Regions from separate parts of the Rattus norvegicus genome. Here region 1 is linked to region 2. The links are chromatin contacts, called in public Hi-C maps. All regions are on one chromosome and are shown on one strand. Each heading gives the region's core, a stretch centred on a gene start, on an enhancer-like site or on the middle of the called end of the contact. The rest is flanking DNA. Distances are from core to core; before and after follow the strand shown.

The links. Hi-C and Micro-C count contacts between places; a contact is called where the count stands out from the background.
Region 1: a Hi-C map of psoas muscle shows a contact between it and region 2, with 4 times the contacts expected there. The contact joins two enhancer-like sites. A contact is called at or near these places in 6 of 12 Hi-C or Micro-C datasets (frontal cortex, kidney, liver and 2 more).

The regions. Positions count from the first base shown.
Region 1 is chr4:116,945,539-116,949,697 of GRCr8, reverse strand. No RefSeq gene overlaps it. Among named protein-coding and RNA genes, the nearest start is that of Sema4f, 48 kb to the left of the region's middle. Within about 2 kb of position 1,602, at least 9 of the 93 cell types and tissues checked have an H3K27ac peak or open chromatin away from gene starts, as enhancers often do.
Region 2 is chr4:116,814,720-116,819,187 of GRCr8, reverse strand. The region is part of intron 2 of Hk2 (hexokinase 2); the gene reads left to right. Among named protein-coding and RNA genes, the nearest start is that of Hk2, 24 kb to the left of the region's middle. Within about 2 kb of position 3,122, at least 16 of the 93 cell types and tissues checked have an H3K27ac peak or open chromatin away from gene starts, as enhancers often do.

The DNA.
Region 1 (4,159 bases), core at 353-2,852, 130 kb before region 2:
GTATCGGGAAACAGGTTCATTCTTTGGGCCTCAGTATCAGATCTCTGGGGATCGAGTACAGAAAATTGACCTTGATGGGTTGGGCAGGAATTGAGGTGCTCAATCAGTGCTTGGGAGCTCCCCTCCGCTCCTTACTTTGCAGCTTAACTTTGATCTTCTTAAGGTTGTGTAGCTTTCAACTTGAAACAGCATCTAGTGTGACTCTCGACTGCCTGTACTACATCGTGGTTTCTTGTTGACAAATGGGCCTGAGTTCTGAGTCTCGGTTTCTTCTGTAAAATGGGATGTGGCATCATTGGAAGGGCTGGGTTAGAGAGCACATGTAGAGCCCAGCACATGGCCTGTGACAGGGGCTCAGCAGACATTGCTGCTGCTGGACTAGTCAGTCCGTCGTAAAAAGAGGTGATGATTCCTAGTGGCTCCAGAAGCTGCTGTGACCTTGCTTCAGAGTCCCTGAGGCCTGCTCTGCCTTCTGCAGTTCTAGTTGCTGTTTCTAAAGCACCAGGATTGTGTGCTATCATCTTTCCTGCATGTGATTAGTGGTTTCTAGGGCCTACCACAGGGCTTAGTGGTTCCTTAGAATCAAAGACAATAGGAAAATGAGTTTAGAATTCTAAACAACCCTTTGTCCTGGTCATTTTTTTTTTTTTTGGTTCTTTTTTTTCGGAGCTGGGGACCGAACCCAGGGCCTTGCGCTTCCTAGGTAAGTGCTCTACCACTGAGCTAAATCCCCAGCCCCCGTCCTGGTCATTCTTAATGGTCAACTTGACACAGCCTAGGGTCATGTGAGAGGAATGCCTTGATTGAGAAATTGTCCTTACCAAGCCGGCCTATAGACCAGGGGGATTGTCTTGAGACCCTCAGTCATCAGGAGTACTTGCTGCTCTTCCAGAGGATCCTGGCTCCCATCTGGCAATGAACAACCATCCATAATTCTCATCCTACATGATCCCATGCATATATATTACAGACAGACAGATAGACATTTTACAAGCATCTGTAATTCTCATCCTAGGGGATCCCATGTATATTATAGACAGACAGACAATAAAATAAAGAAATAGTCGCCCAGTGTCTGTAGGCTTTAACAAAGAAAAAAGCACCGTGAGAGAGCCAGAGAGTAAACATAAGTGTTCTTCCTTGGTTCCTGTTTCGAGGTTCCTGGCTACAGTCCCTACCCTGTCTTTCCTCAATGATAGAGTGTGATGTGCAAGTTGTAAGAATAGACCCTTTCCTTCCCTGAGCCACTTTTGGGCCGAGTATTTTGTCAAACCAACAGAAAGGAAAGGAGGACACCTTTAAACTAGCCGTGAGCATGGAAGGTATCAGATATTCTGGGGCTGCCTGCCCAGGGCTGCCAAAATGACTGGGGCTGTTGAGTATTGAGAAATCAAGCCCAGAGCTAATGGCTCTGGTTCAGAACGGCTTTCTGGGAAGGGACACCTGGGGACATGGCTAGAGGAACGAGGAGACTTTAGGACTGCAGGAACTGAGTGGAAACACTTGGCCTTTGGGGGCAGACACATGCAGGGAACAGCTGTTCTGTGACCAGGCATCTGTGACTGGCCAAGAGAGAGCCGTGGCCTTGCCTTGGCTGACCGCCATCAAAACCACTTGCTGGAAACGTGGTTGTAGTATGCTGTGAAGATAAGTGCATGGGGTGGTCACATGGAAGGCTTTGCTGATCTCTGACATTGGATAGCCTTCCTTGCCTGGTGCCAGGGACTTGGAGACAACACTCTCTGCACTTGAGTCAGGGCATGGATTTCCAGAGAACACACCCAGAGAGGAGGCCCTACCACCTAGGAGGAAAAGAAAGGGAAGAAACCAATGGTTAGTGTAGGAAGGCTGTCGTATTCACCATGGTTTGTGTTTCTCTACATCGAGAGTCTCCCCTGAGATGGCTGTCTGCGGCTCACAGAGGCAAGGACAAAGGTGAAAGTCTCCTTGCTCCATGTCAGACAGACTTGTGGTCAAGTCTCAGCTGTTCTCTTACTAGGTGTGCCACGCTAACTGATCCTAGCTCTCCAAGAGTTCTCATCAAAATGACAGAAATACTAACTAGATCCTTCAGTATCATGGGGATTGGATTCAGAAACCCCTACCAATACCAAAACCCGGAAGGGTTCAAGTCCCTGGAGAGAGATGACTCAGCAGTTAAGAGAACTGGATGCTCTTTCAAAGAACCTGGATTTGGCTCCCAGCATTCACATAGCAGCTGACAACCACCTATGACTTCAATTTCAGGGGATTTGACACCCGTTCTGGCCCTCGAGGACATTACATGTACATGGTACATGACATGTGTGTGGACAAATCACTGTACATAAAATCAACTTTAAAAAACAACAACAACCTTCATCGGATTGACTTGTGGGCATGCATGTGAAGGCATTTATTTGATTGTTAATTAATGTAGGATGATCCAGCCCACTGTGGGCCGTGTCATCCCTAAGCAGGTAGGTCTGGGTTACATGACATAGCTACCGGAGCAAGCCAGAGGAAAAAAAAATGTCAGTATTAGTAAGCAGCAATTCTGTCTCCAGTTTTCTCCCTCCCATTTCCTGCCTGCGGTTTCCTGTCTCCAGATTCCTGCCTCTAGGTTCCTCCCATGTGTTTCTGCCAGGGATTCCCTCAATGATGGACTGTAACTTGTAAGGTAAAATAAACTTCCTTCCCAAGTTGCTTTTGGTCAGTGTTTTATCACTGCAACAGGAAGCAAATTAGTGCAGACGCTCTCCCTGCGGAGCCCAGACTGGCCTCAAACTCCAATGACTCTCTTGCCTTAGGGCCCCAAGTATTTGGGTTATAGGTGTCCACCACCATGCCTGGTCCGGGTAGAAAACAGACAGGGTGACAGATCCCGGGGAAAGGATGTATTGGGTTCTATCTTGAGCTTCCTAGAGCTTACAGTCAGTCAGAGATGAAGTGTGACAAATGTCACAGCAGTGGCGGAACATAGGAAAGAGCTGTGTCAGGTGTTGGGAACAGCCTGGGGGAGACAGGGAAGTGCTGGGCTGCCTCCCAGCTGCCTCCTGCTGCCCTCTCTGGCCTTCCCCCAGGAAGCATCAGCTGATGGGCCACTGGGGAGTTAGGAAGCTGAATTGTTAGGCTTCCAGGTGGAGTTCTTCAGTTTTCTTGAAGTTTTAAGGTCTGGCTAGGAAGTGGAAAAATGTAAAAACTGAAGCCAGGCAAGGCGGTCGATGCCTTTAATCACAGCATGTGGGTGGCAGAGACAGGAGGATGGTTTTGAGTTCAAGGTCAGTCGGGTTGACATAGTGGGTTTCAGGCCAGCTAGAGATACACAATGAGAGCCATCTCAACAACAACAACAACAACAACAACAACAATAACAACAGACAAGCCTGCGCAGGTATCTGGCAAAGGACCGTGTAATAAGATGTGCACTGGAGCTGAGACAATGGCCTAGTGCTGAAGTGATGACCTAAGTTTGAATCCCGTAACCTGCTTAAAAAAACAGGATGTAGTGTTTGACGCTTGCGGTGCCAGTCAGTACTGGGCAGGCAGAGAGATAGGTGGGTCCTCGGAGCCCCTCTGCCTCCCAGTCTACTTGACAAGCTCCAGGAGGATGAGAGACCCTATCTCAAAACTAAAGTGAACAGTGCTCTGAGGAGTGGCACTGAGGTTGACCTTTGGCCTACACACACACACACACACACACACACACACACACACACACACGCGCGCGCACACACACGGATGCTTCTCTTTTTAGAGGTTTTATAAAGGCAGCTGTGTAACAGTAAACAGACCTTCCTCCCTAGCCTTGGAGGAAGGAGCTGTGTGTGTCCTGGTTCCACTTACTGTCCCTATCTAAGTCAGCAAACCACTTTGAGCATGTGTATCTTTGTCCATAAACTAGGGGGAGGGGGAGGGGCAGTAAGAACAACTACTTTCTAAGGTGGCGGTAGGGTCACATATAGTTCACCAGAGACAAACAGTCAAAAGATGAGCAAGCAGATGAATACTGTTTACCCAGGAGTCTCAGAGTCTGGATAAAATCAGTCCGTCTTCTAAACAGCAGGAGGCTAAAAGGAACAAGCACCAGTAAAGGTTTTAATGACTTACGATGCCTGGTTTGTGGTACGCATCTGTGATCCCAGTGTTGGAGAAGTGGAGGCACGAAGAGTACAAGATC
Region 2 (4,468 bases), core at 1,873-4,372:
TGTGCGTGTACACACACACACACACACACACACACACACACACACACCAGCCATCACCAGGTACCAGATCACCTCGAGGAAGCTTTCAAACAACCCAGGAGTGATGAATGAATTTCCGGTGTCAGGTTACTCCAGGTGACTTTGACTACCATGTTTAGATGGGCTAACTGCCACTTAGTGCCCTGTCTTTCCTGCGACAGGTGAGTTCCCAGGAGAAGTTGGAACTCTTTATCTCACTGACCTTAAGCATCTGATAAGAGTCAAGCTGAAAGTGGGCTGCTGGCTGTGTGGGGGTGGGAAGTGAGTCTGCAGAGACAAAGCTGGAGCGAGCAGCCTCGCCCTTCCCTGTTGGGCGATTTGATGAAGGGTGGCGCCACCCCGTCCCTCTCTGTCACCCCTTGCTGAGCTGTGTGCAGAAGTATTTCTGATTTATTTTGTATGTGTTATTTTATGTGTATGGGTGTGTTTACCTGAAGAACATCTTAGAGAGGCCTGAAGTGTAAGGTGGGTACAGAGGCTTGGTGGAGTTAGAGGAGAGTGCCAGTTTATTCTGCGCCTGTGCACGCAGCCCATCAGCAAGCTTCAGCAGGCCCTACAGTGGAGTGGATGGTATCTCTTGCTGCCGTCCCTCCACTCCATATGGTCTAGTTTCCATCGATAAGCTGGAGTTCCTGGTACAGATGTGGTTGCTTTTGCTTTTCTTTCTCACTGCTCTGTGGTTTCCAGGAATTGGAGCCACAAAGAGGAAGCCGTGGTCCTGAAGGAGGGGCCCAGGCTTTAGAGTCAGAAGCCTTGGCGTCAAACCCTAGCTCTCTCTCACCCCTTTGTGACCTTAACCAAATGACTCAACTTTAGAAGGATCACTTCCTGACCCCCAGTCCAGCTCAGGCTGCTGTTGCCTCCAGGTTTTACACTCTTGGCATTGCAAGTGAAGAATTCCCCTTTGAGGGTTTACAACTTTCAAGTGCTTACTTATTATTGTTCAAGAGAAACCCTTTGGCTGGCCCAGGTCAGAGTCTTCGCTGTGATTGAAGGCAGCGACATCACTCCCATCATATGTTAAATGTTTTATTCCATTTATTTGTTTGGCGTGTGTGTGGGTGTGTGTGGGTGTGTGTGGGTGTGTGTCAGAGCAAATTTGGTGATCCAAGGAAAACTTGTGGGAGTGTTTCCTTCTGTCATGTGGATTCCAGGAATCGAACTCAGGTTGTCAGACAGGGTGGCAGTCACCTTTGCCTAGTTAGCTGACTCATCTGTTCTCGTATATATTTCACTTTTTTAAAAAGTGAAAGTTAGGATCCAGTGATAACAGCATGGTTAACAAAAAGTCAGAAGACGTGATCTAAACCCTTAACAGTTGCTAGGCAAACATCTTATTTAATGAGTGAACCATTGATTCAACAGGAGGTGGTAAGTTGCCTCAAATACCAACTGTGGTTACCTAGAGGAGCCTACTCTGAGCCTACTGGGTTCTTTCTTTACCTGTAGTTTTGGACATCCTTTTTTTTTTTTTTTTTTTTTTTCCTTTTTTTTCGGAGCTGGGGACTGAACCCAGGGCCTTGAGCTTGCTAGGCAAACGTTCTACCACTGAGCTAAATCCCCAACCCCTAGACATCTTTTTTTTTTTTTTAAGATTTATTTATTTATTATATATAAGTACACTGTAGCTGTCTTCAGATACACCAGAAGAGGGCATCGGATCTCTTTATAGATGGTTGTGAGCCACCATGTGGTTGCTGGGAATTGAACTCATGACCTCTGGAAGAGCAGTCGGGTGCTCTTCACCGCTGAGCCATCTCTCCAGCCCCCCTAGACATCTTTTTAAAAGTGTATTTTATTGTGTATTATTTTAAAATTCATTTTACTTTTTTTAATTATTATTTTGAGGTAAGGTCTCTCTGTAACTGACTGTCCCCAGAACTCACCATTTAGACCAGGCTGTTTTCAAATTCACCGAGATCTGCCTGCCTTTGCCTTCCGATTGATTTAAGGCATATGCCACTAAGCCCAGCTTAATTTTTATTATTATTCATTTGTATATTTGCCTGCTTGTAGGCATGTGCACCGTGTAAATGCAGTAACCATGGATACTAGAAGAGTCCCTTAGAACTGGAGTTTTAGGTGGTGGGGAGCTGCCCGATGTGGGTGCTGGGAACCCACCTCATTTTCTGGAAGAGTAGTGCTCTTTCTTAACCCCTGAGATGTCTTCAACTCTGCTTGTATGATTTAAGAAACTTCCTTCTCATTGGACTGAAAATCACTATGTAGGGGGCACTGACTCCGGTCTCAGCCCCCTAACCAGTGGGATTATGGGAGGATCACCGCGCTGGGCTAAGAAGCCTGCTCTTGGTGGATTTTCTTACATCAGAACCTTTCTCCTGCCCTGCCCACAGATACTTTTGCCCTTCACATTCACAGTCTGTCACATGCTCTGGTGAATGCTATTCTGGGATTATGGAATGTCTTGGAAGGAGCCCAGTGGAGGTAGGGCTTTGAGCTACGATTTAGAGCAGCTAGCAAGAGTTAGGAGAAGACCTTTTAGACCAAGGAATGATGACAATGAAGGATGACAAGGTCAGTGGCACTTTACTGACAACTGTGTGTTATGCACGTACATACCTGTGCAACCTAGTCTGTATTCCACCAAAACCTCGCAAGTGCCCTGGCAAGTCAGCGCCATAAGCTGTGAGTTCTGCGGTGAGGCCGCATGCCTAGAGAGCCTGTTGAGGTGCCCAGGCCACTGCTGAACCAGAATTCATGAGCCCCGACCACCATGTGTAAAGGCTGTCACCTAAGCCCTGCTCTGTGGGGAGTGGTCATCTGCAATAGAGAGATTGGGCCTAGGAGGATCCCTCCATCGCCTTGTGGGGTCCTAATAGGATTTCTGGAGTCACCGTCTCATCTTCTGAACTCAGAGGGTCAGTCCTTGGGGCCGTGAGTGTGGGTGGAATATATTCTGAAGGACTAGTGAGTGTCCCCCAGTTCCTACCAGCACCCTTACTATTTACAGTCCCCTTCGGTCCACCAGAAAATACAGCCGAATCACATTCCTGATGGAGCCATGCTGGGCCGAGTCCAGCTGGGCTGGTCTTGGATGATAACCAGCCAGAGGCAGTGCTGGCCACCTCCGTCCTCTCATGGTCACTGATTCAGCGGATCGTGTGTGTCCCGGGCCTCAAAGTGCTGATGAGGCAGCTCCCCCTTGATTTTTCTCTTTCATCCCCCTGACAACCACCACATAGCGTTTCCTAGAATCTGGCTGAGGCCCCATGGCCAGTGAAGGTTGGGTACTCGAGTGTCTAGAAAAGTCATCTGAGGGGGTTGGGGATTTAGCTCAGTGGTAGAGCGCTTGCCTAGGAAGCGCAAGGCCCTGGGTTCGGTCCCCAGCTCCGAAAAAAAGAACCAAAAAAAAAAAAAAGAAAAAGAAAAGTCATCTGAGGCCACGGAGAGGGGGTGTCCACAGTGAGTCAAAGCTGGTGTTGCCGTAGCAAGCCTTTAGTGAACAGGCCTTTAGTGAACAGGCCTTTAGTGAACAGGCCTTTAGTGAACAGGCCTGCAGTGAGCAGGCCTTTAGTGAGCAGGCCTGCAGTGAGCAGGCCTGCAGTGAACAGGCCTGTAGTGAGCAGGCCTGCAGTGAACAGGCCTGTAGTGAACAGGCGTCTGGGGTGAGTAGTGGTGATTCCTTCAGAAACCCAGTAGTAGGGAGTGGAAAATTTGTATCAGCGAGAGGAATGCTAAGTCACCCGGTCTGCTTCCAGTGGCTTTTCCTGGAAAGGTATCTACTGTCTCCTTTGCCATTTGAGAGACCGGTCTGAGACTGTGTTTGCCATGAGCCTGGTGCTTACTTGTTCTTGCTATAATTCTGGGTGATTTCAAGAACATTGCTCAGTTCTCTCAGGACAGTCCTGGGCAGTATGATGCTCCTATTTAAAGAGGACAGAGGTCAGAATTCTATGTGTCTGAGGAAAAAGAGGCTCAAGGCTAAAAAGTAGCCAGGCAAGGATTCTCACACACTTAACATACGTGGGTTTCAGATGAACGTTATGTAGACTAGCACTGCACCTGACCAAGTGTATGGGAGTGAGTCCCGAGGACCCTCAGTTGGTTGATACCCATCCCAAGCTTTTGCATTAAGAGATCATGGACACTGGGTTCAGGGAGCTCATAAGAAGTGGCTATCCAGGGTGTGCGTGGGCAAGGTGCTCAGGGGTCCAGAAGTCCTGAGCACAGATGAAATCCTTTAGTTTATTTAGTCAGGACATGTCTTTGACCCTCCCAACCAGACCAGAGTCTCAATGTTGACCATCACACTAACTAGTGAGTCCCTTCTCTACCCAGAAATGAACCCTACCCTCTTAAGGAGAAGGTGAGGAGGCTAGAAGGTGTCTGGGTGAGGCTGCGGTCACTGCTTTCTCTTCAGGCTCCTGAAGCCTGCCATCCTGTCCTTCCTGTGGGCTTCGGGGTTCTT